Regions from separate parts of the Athene noctua genome. Here region 1 is linked to region 2. A link is a contact called in public Hi-C data. All regions are on one chromosome and are shown on one strand. The core of a region is the stretch at or near the end of the contact, and the rest is flanking DNA. Distances in the headings are between cores, read along the strand shown. Region 1 holds the start of CDKN1B (cyclin dependent kinase inhibitor 1B). Region 2 holds the start of DUSP16 (dual specificity phosphatase 16).

Region 1 (4,457 bases), core at 78-2,577, 180 kb before region 2:
CTCCCACCCGGGCAGGAGGCCGGGTAACCCCAGGGGGGCGGCGAGAGGACGCGGAGGGGGGATGACCCTTGTTTTAAAAGCTTTTCCTTAAAAATCATCTACCGGCTCCCATTGAACGCGGAGCCCCCCCGGGACCGCAAACAAGCCACCCGGGTTGGTTTTGTTTGTGGTTTGTTTTTTTTTTTTCCAGGCTGGGGTGTACACCAAGCCCCCCGCGACCCACGCGTGGGACGGGGTGGAGGGGGCCGAGGGCCCCGGTGTCACCTGCCCGCGGGGACAGGCGGAGGTTTTCGCGAGGGTACCTTACCATCGGTGGCAGGTCTTTTCCTCTGCCCAGTGCACTGCTCTGCAAAGTCCGTCTGGTTTTCAGAAACATCAGTCTTTTGCTCTACACAGTGAGTGTCCTCTGAGATTCCCTGAGAACCGACAAAAACCACGGTTTGGCAATTCCCGTTTACATCCAAGCTCTGGCGACCGGCGGACTTGCAGACAGCTTTCAGTAGCCGGGGGGGTCTGAAGTAGAAGTCGGGCGAACTCCCTTTCTCCACGGCTTGCCACTCGTACCTGCCTTCCAGCGGCTTGTGATTCTGGAAATCGAAATTCCACTTCCTCTGGCATGCCTCCTCCATCTCCTGGCGGTGCTTCTTCAAGTCCCTGTTTAACTCTTCGTGATTCACCGGCCCGAAGAGGTTCCTACAAGCTGACGGCTTCGGGTACTCCGACTGCCTGGCTTCCATGCGCTCCAGGGTAGGGCTCCCATTAGAAATACGGACGTTTGACATCTCCCCCCACCCTCTTTTCTTCTGGCGGCGGTTGTTTTGCTCGCAGCTCTCCCCCCCCCCCCCCCCGCCTCCAGCCTCCTCCTCCTCTCCTCCTCTTCTTCTCCGCCTTTTTATTTCTCGGCGCTCGGCGGCTCTCCTCCGCGCCTCCTCTCCGCGCTGCTCCGCGTTCCGGCCGCGCCTCGGCCCCGCTCACCCTCGGCCCGCGGAGAAGGGGCGATGAGATGTCCTCTCATAAGCGCCGGCCCGGGGTGGGGGAAACCCCGAAAGCCGCCGCCGTCGCCGCCGTCGGGGAGCCCCGGGCGGGTTTGGATGAAGCGGTTGCGCAGAGGGAGCGCGCAGAGGCGGAGGAGCTGCGCTGCCCTCCGCGGCTCCGGCTCCGCGCTGCGCTGCCCCGCCTGTGTTCGGGGCGGGGGGGAAGCTGGTGGGTGGTGGTGATGCCCCCGCCGCTCGCACCGCCGCCGCGTAGTAAAAGCGAGAGGAGGGATGAAAACAAGAGACGAGCCCTTTTCTCGGTTTCCCAATATGGCGATTGAAGGGAGGATGACGAAGAAGAAATTGATTGACAGGACGAGTCTATTTAAAACAGCCCGGCCGAGCTATTGGTTAAGGCGGCGGGCGCCGCCCCGTCGGACCGGCCCCACCTCGCCGCCGCCGCCGGCTCTAAAGGTGGCCCCGGTCGGGCCGGGCCCGGCGGGTGATGCCCCGCGGAGCTGGGGGGGGGGGGGCTGGAGGCGGGAAGGCACCACGATCGCCACCTCCGTCCGCGAAACCCGGGCCCGGCAGGGTTTGTGTCTGTGTGTCCGTCCCAGCCAAACCGCCACCGCCCCCATCCCCTCAGACACCCCAGTCGTGGTGGCGGCTGGTGAGATTTTGGCGCATTCCTGTGACAGGAGAATCCCACCGCTCTGATTTTTGACGGGTTGGGCTCTGATGCAGTTCGCCCACCCCTTGAGGTCAGGGGTTGGTTGTAGCGGGGGTGTCCCCTCTCCCCGGGGTATGCAGGGGGGCGAGCAGCACCCCGACCCCACAGCACCCTGACCCCACAGCACCCCGACCCCACTGCAAGAGCCAGGAGCCAGGCTGGGGGGGCTCCCAGGGGAGGGCAGGAGGAGCACCTCTTGCTGCCTTCTCAGGACTAAGTGAAGAAATGGCTCTAAAAAAAAACCCCAAGGAATTCAGATCTCGGCAAAGAAGGGAAAGAAAACAAAAGCGTTGGGTTTTGTCCTGTTGGTGTGCTCAGAAGATTAGATGAGCCAAGAGTCACCGCCAGGGATTTTCTAAGCCAACTTCCTCAGATAGCAGGTACGGTGGAGACAAGGGCAGTGCAGTGTCCTCCTCTCCATCCTCCTCGTCCCCAGCCCTTTCCTCTGAAATCTTCCCTCTCGAGGCAGGGCAGCCCCCTCCATGCGTTGTGGGACGCTGCGGGTGCTCGCAGGTGCTGAATGAAGGTTTTGACTTTTCCAGGGACCCAGATCCAGGGCCTGAATCTTAGGAGGGCTGGAGGCTCTTCACACTAATCCACCTGGCCAGGTTTCCTCTCCAAATTTTCATTGGGGAGGGGGGGCTGCAGCAGTGATGAGCTATCTCAGCAAGGCAGGAGTCCGCACAACTGAGTTTAACTCAGCTGGTTTGGTCTTGAAGACGTGGAGCTTCTACCCTGCGCTGTCCTTACAGAGAAACTCACTCTCGTTTGGGGTCTACAGGTTTGATGGGCCACTGAAACCTTTGCTGTTGTTGCTCTTGTGAACTGATACACTATAAACTCTGCACACACTAGAGAGGGGACAAAACCATTCCACAGCCATCATTAGCCCCGAGGCAGTAGCCCCCAGCATCCGCTCACACCAACTCGCCCCAGTAATCTCAGATTTGCCAGACCCCAAATTCAAAAACCCGATGTGCGCAGGCAAAAAAAAAAAAACAAAAAACAAAAAACAAATGAGATTGGTTTAAAAACCACAAGGTTGAAATAAAATATTAGCCATGTTATTTTTATTTGTTTGCTGGGTTTTTCAGCGCTCAGAAGTTGTTTTCCAACTCTTCTCAGCAACCGCAAGTCCTAGCAATTCACTTACAGAAAATTAAAGCTGACATTCTCATGTCTGCAGGAGCTGAGGCTTTTTTTTGAAGTTGCAAGCCCATGATAAAACTGCGTCAGCTGGCAAAGCGCGGCCTATTCATCTGCTTTATTTGCAGGATTTCATCTTCGTTTCTCCAGGCCTTCCTGTCTTTGACTTCCATAGCCACCAGCAAGGAAGTGCCATTTCAAACTTCTCCTCACTTTCTCTGTCAGGTGTGGGGCGCTTGGCTTGTTTTGTTGATCTACAAAAAAAGATAATTGTAGGCTAAGAAAGTGATCTGTAAAATACATCTGGGGGTTCCCTGAAGACACCCCCAGGGCTCACCCTGCCTGTGGTAACCCGCTCAGTGTCCCACCACTGACTCCTTAGATGAGGAGTTCCCAGTCTCTGCTCCCTGGGAGTCACAGCTTGTCTCCTGAGCCCGCAAAAGAAAGGCAAAACCCCTCGTGGGTAGGATGACGACGTTGTATCAGAGTAGAAACACATACCAGGGAGGGGAAAAAAAAAAAAATAGGGTCCAAATATTGGAAAAGACTGCGTGCCCCAACCGAGAATGCAACCGCAGTGCGAAACAGCGCTGATTTATCTTGGAAAAGAAGAAGTTACTGTAGGACAAGAAATTTATTTTTTTTTAGGGGTTTTTTGTGCTGTTTATACCTCTCCCAGCACAAGGGCCTGGGACTAAGCCCCTAGATGCTGCACAAGTATATTGAAAAGGAATAATTAAAGCCAAAGTGGGAGGGCGGGGGCGCAAATAATTTAAGCCATTGAAGGAAGCAAACGAGAAAATAAAAAAGGAGCGGGCTGCGCCTTGGTTTATCCCTCTATTCCTTCTCCTCCATCACACCACCCCACCCCTTGCTTTCAGAGGGGCTGGGAGGAGGCAGGGGGTGTGCCCCGTAGCCGCGGTAGTTCCGCGCCTTTCCGCGGGCAGCGCAGCCCCCTCTCCAACGCTGGGGTCGCGCTGGGACAAACGATGGGGAAAGGGAATAAAATGAAGGATTTAAAAAAAAAAAGAAAAAAAAAAGGAAAATAGGAGAGGGGGTGGGAAGCGGCCGGAGCATCCGCATCCCTGGAGCATCCGCGGCCGTGGGGACCCACCGCGACCCCCGAGCGCGGCCACGGCCGCGCTCGGGGGTCGCGGTGGGTCCCCACGGCCCTTTCGGGTGTCCCCCCCCCGCCCCAGTGCGGTCTCGTCAATCCACCTTAAATCGCTGCGGCCGCAAAGGAGAAAAAGGCTGTGTCTGCAGCGACCTTGCCATGATCTAAAGTGTTTTGTTTACAGTCAGGCGCCCCCGATGGCTGCAGGAAATCGTGAGAGGCAGGCGCCCGCCTGTAGTAGCAGCGAAGCGTGGAAAAAAAAAAAAAAAAAAAAAAAAAAATACACACCACCCCCACCCACCCACCCACCCAAAAAAAAAAAAAAAAAAAAAAGAAAAGAAAAGAAAAAAAGTACTAGACTCCCTGAGTAAAGATCTGGAAAGATGAGAGCGCCATCGTCTTGCAAAAGAGGGGCACAGCAGTGGGGTTTGCGGAGGGGAAGCGGTTGCGCGAGTTTTGCGCGGCCGCGCAGCGCGGGGAGGGGGGGGGGGAG
Region 2 (4,011 bases), core at 240-2,739:
TCACGCTGTCTTCCACGGGTTTGTGGCACGGGGATTCAAAAGCCGTCAGAGGTGACTGACTGGAGTTTGAATTCTTTCATGTAGGAGGCCCTGCACACCCAGCGGTGCCGACAGGCTCATTTAGTGATGATGTCTCTGAGGGAGAAAGAAAATATTCTGATGTACGCAGAATGGGATGCGTAAGACAGACAGGACCCTTAAAACAGCTGAAGAACGCACCTAGTACATTGGTACTAGTCAGAACAGACACGTGTTGGACAAAAATAATTGTATTTCTGTGAGACTTAACTTTCTTCAAGTCACTGCTTTTGGATTTTTAAGGGGTTTTTTTATTGAACCAGGTTATTTAAAGGGGAAGGCCCTCGTGTAGCCAACAGGGCGCTTTGCCCACATCAACACTACCACGGGAGGGTTTGCCGCCTTAACACTTTAACGGTTCTGCATCGCACCGCCCAGCGTTACTTCATCAAAAGACCATCAAAAGACCAGAGCAGTTCGTAGGGAGCCAGCGAAGGCCCTTTACCTGGTGGCAGGGAGCACGACGGGCCTGGGCGGCGGGAGCGCTGAGGGCAGGCCGCGCAGGGACGGGCCTCGCCATGGCGTCGTGCCGCGCCACATGCCCGGCAAGGCCCAGGGCGACGGGCCCGCCTCGGGGCTGGCTCTGGGGACGGAGGGGGACGCCGGGGATGGAGGGGGACGCTGAGGCCGCTGTGGGGAGGGGAAGGGGGAGGCGAGGGCCACGGCGGGAGGAGCCTCCCCCCTCCCGCCCCGGGCCGGGCGAAGGGCGGGGAAGGGCCGCGGCGGCGGCTCGGTTGAATCGCTCCCCGGCGGCGGCTCCTCCCAGGGGCCGGCCCGGCGGCTGCGGCGGGAGGTCGGGGGCAGCGGACGCGTGTCCCCCCCGGTGACAGCATGGGACGGCGTGAGACATCCCCCCCCCCCTCGGTTCCCCGCCACCCGGGGCTGCGCGGCGGTGGCCGCCTCCATCTCCCCGCGGGGATCCTCGCTCCCCGCTCCTCCTCTTTCTCCTTCTCCCCCACCTTCACCCCCCGGCTGAGTTCATTCACTGGGATTGGTTTCAAATGACGCCACCGCTTTATTTTTACACCAATGACCTCATCCCAGCAGCTTGAAGTTTACTGACCAGCAAAACTCTTTTTTCTCTCGCTCGCTCCCCTCCTTGTGCCTGCCTGCTCGGCCCGTTTGTTTGTAATCGTTTGGATCTGGGAACCGAAGACTTTAAAAAAAAAAAGAAAAAAAAAAAAGCGAAAAAATACCCCCCAAACCCCTTAACTTTCTACCCCCTCCCGAGCTTTTCACTGTCCCCCCGTCTCTCCCCTATCACTGTCCCCTTTTAATTTTCTCAAGCCATCTTGGGGGGGGGGGGGGGGGGGAGGAGAGAGGAAAAAAAAAACTCCAAATGTTTCCATTTTCTTCTCCTCTCCCCTCCCACCTTCACGCTTCCCCCTCTTAAAAAAAAAAAAAAAAAAAAGCCTAATATAGTTTTTCTGTTCTCTTTTATTTTTTTTTTTAAATTGCTGTTTTTTGGGTTTTTTTGTGTGTTTTGGTTTTGTTTTTTTTTTTTTTAATTGAAGAAGAAGGAAAAAGAGGAGCTTTCCCAGCGGCTGGAAGGAGACAAAGTTGTTTCAGGCGGCAGCGGCGAGGCCGGTGGCGACAACTTTTATCCCTGCCGAGGGGACAGACAGACAGACAGACAGACGGGGGGTGAAACAGTAAGTGCCGGGAGGAGCGCAGGGACCCTCAGCCGGGGCTGCCCCGCGGCAGCAGCCCGGAGGGGTGCGGGGGGGGGCCGGGCAGGGCTGGGCGGGGAGGAGGAGGAGGAGGTGGAGGAGGAGGAGGGAGGTGAGGGAGAGGCGGGCGGCGGGAGCCCTCCCTCCCGCATGCCCTTCCCCGCTGCCCCTTCACCTCCGGAGGAGAGAGCCCGCAGCCGACAGGTCGCTGCCCCGGCCCGGGCAGGCTCCGGCCGCCTGCGCAGGTGGTAAGGAACGGGGGAAGGGGGGTGGGGAGGTACCGACACCGGTACCGACACCGGTACCGACACCGACGGGCCGCCCCGACCCGCTCCCCCAACCTGCTGCCCGCGGAGGCTCCGGCTGTTTCCTCCTCCTCCTCGTCCTTTCTCACCTCCCGGTAGCCACCTGCCTCTCCTGGTAAAGGCGGGGGAGAGGGGGGAGAAAGCCGGGCGGCTTTTGTGCGGGGCGGGGGGGCAGCTCGCCGCTGGAGGGGATGAGCAAGAGAGCGCGGACTGCTTCAGCGCACCCCGAAACCGTCTGCAGGGGATGTTTGGGGAGGCTGCTGGTCAGCCTCGGCGTGCGCGCCTGCCTTTCTAAACTTAGTAAACAGTGCTGCTCCGAACAGGCTTCCCCCTGCTTAAAATGGTCGAGGATGCTTTAAAGCCCCGGAGGGCTCCCGAAGAAATGTTGGAAGTTTTACCTTCAACTTAGAAGAGGTTTAAATTGAGGCAGTTGACAAAATGGAGGGCTGCTGTGGAGTCCAGGAGCGAAGCAAATTGCAAACTGTTAACCTGGTGTTGCGCTCCCGTAACTCTGTGGCTGGCCCCAGGATGCGGCCTGACAGATGCTCTCCCCTGAATTTATATATATATATATATGTATATATTTTTTTTTTTTTTCCCCTGTAGAAGTGGCGGGGTTGAGGAGTTGAGCGCGCATCAGTGCCTCCCGAACCAGGTGTATGGGATGTGCCTGTTGCAAAGCCTGACCAATGGTAGGATTTTTCAGCAGCCAAGAAAACATTCGGCTAGATGTCAGATGGGAAGCTGTTTTTTAGGGAAAAAAAAAAAAGCCAGGAGAATTTACTTTATTGTCATTTCAGCTGGTTGAAATAGAAAATTGATCTCTAGGTTTTCCTTCAAGCAAAGGGTGTAGTCATAGCGAGCTGTATTGTCTGACTTATGACTAACTTTTTTTTTGTTCAAACATTTGGTGTATACCCAGCAGAATAAATAGATCTGTGCTAGTTTTTGAAAGCTGAAAGCAGATTGAACTGTTTCTCCTTGTAAGGATGTATGTTGGGGTTCTCAAAAGAAAAAAAAAAGAAAAACCAACCAAAACCCCAAAATGATTTTGTAATCCTTGCTTTTTGAGATTTATGCTATTCCTGGCAGCGTGTGGTTTGGGAGATACAGAGTTTACAAAGTCACAACTGACCAAACAGGAGTTGGTTTAGACTCTTGTGTTTTGAGGGGAGGTGGAAAAATAGTAAGTCTTAATTTCTTTTTATGGTGTTCATCCCACTGCCCATTGGAGATTGAAGCATTCATCACAGTTGTTTATGTTGGTTGTCTGGGGGTTTCTATTTGAATGTGGAGCGAGTATGCAACAGGGGGGTTGTACGTGTATTTTTAGCTTTAATTTTTAATGATAAAAGATACAAAGAATAGTGATACTTAAAAGTAAATTCTGCCTTTTCCTGAGTATGCTTATTAATATTTTTAGGAAGGAGTCTATAAAAAATGTCTGAGGTGTAATAAATTGTCATCATTACGCTTGTTTAATACAATAATTCTTCAGTGTATCTTAATACCCAATTTCAAAGCCTCTTTTTAAATGATCAAATTAAGTAAAAGCAGCAGAGAAGGTGCCAGTTCCTGTGCTAATGAGAGGTGGTAGCTATATGGCTTAATACACGTGCCAAGGTCTAGAAAGCCCAACTAAGCATTTAAAAATGCAACATGTTGTATAAAAACACGTAAATACATTCCTGCCCCAGTAGCTCTGGTTTTGTTAACTACCTAAGCAGATATAATGGAACGAAATCACACCAGAAATACTTCTGTGGAAGACAGTGAGCTCAGTTTATCTTTGTTTCTGTAAAATGCGTGCTCTTCTTTCAGTGAAGGCACCTAGCCTGGCAAGGATGTTTGTTTTTAGCTAGAATAGCTTCAACTGTCCATAGGAACGGTATCAGCAGAAGCTGCGCAGGAATGTGTTAAATGGATTTCGCTGGGAGCTCTGTCTCCCAAGCCAGCCC

The links. Hi-C and Micro-C count contacts between places; a contact is called where the count stands out from the background.
Region 1: a contact with region 2 is called in a Hi-C map of heart, with 3 times the contacts expected there. The contact joins the promoter of CDKN1B here to the promoter of DUSP16 in region 2. A contact is called at or near these places in 2 of 2 Hi-C or Micro-C datasets (heart and liver).

What each region holds. Positions count from the first base shown.
Region 1 is chr3:4,331,456-4,335,912 of bAthNoc1.hap1.1, reverse strand. CDKN1B (cyclin dependent kinase inhibitor 1B) reads right to left here and starts at 1,327. Exons shown (of 3, transcript XM_074901809.1): 1 at 308-1,327. The coding sequence starts at 782.
Region 2 is chr3:4,150,235-4,154,245 of bAthNoc1.hap1.1, reverse strand. It overlaps DUSP16 (dual specificity phosphatase 16), which reads left to right and starts at 1,489. Exons shown (of 8, transcript XM_074901802.1): 1 at 1,489-1,730.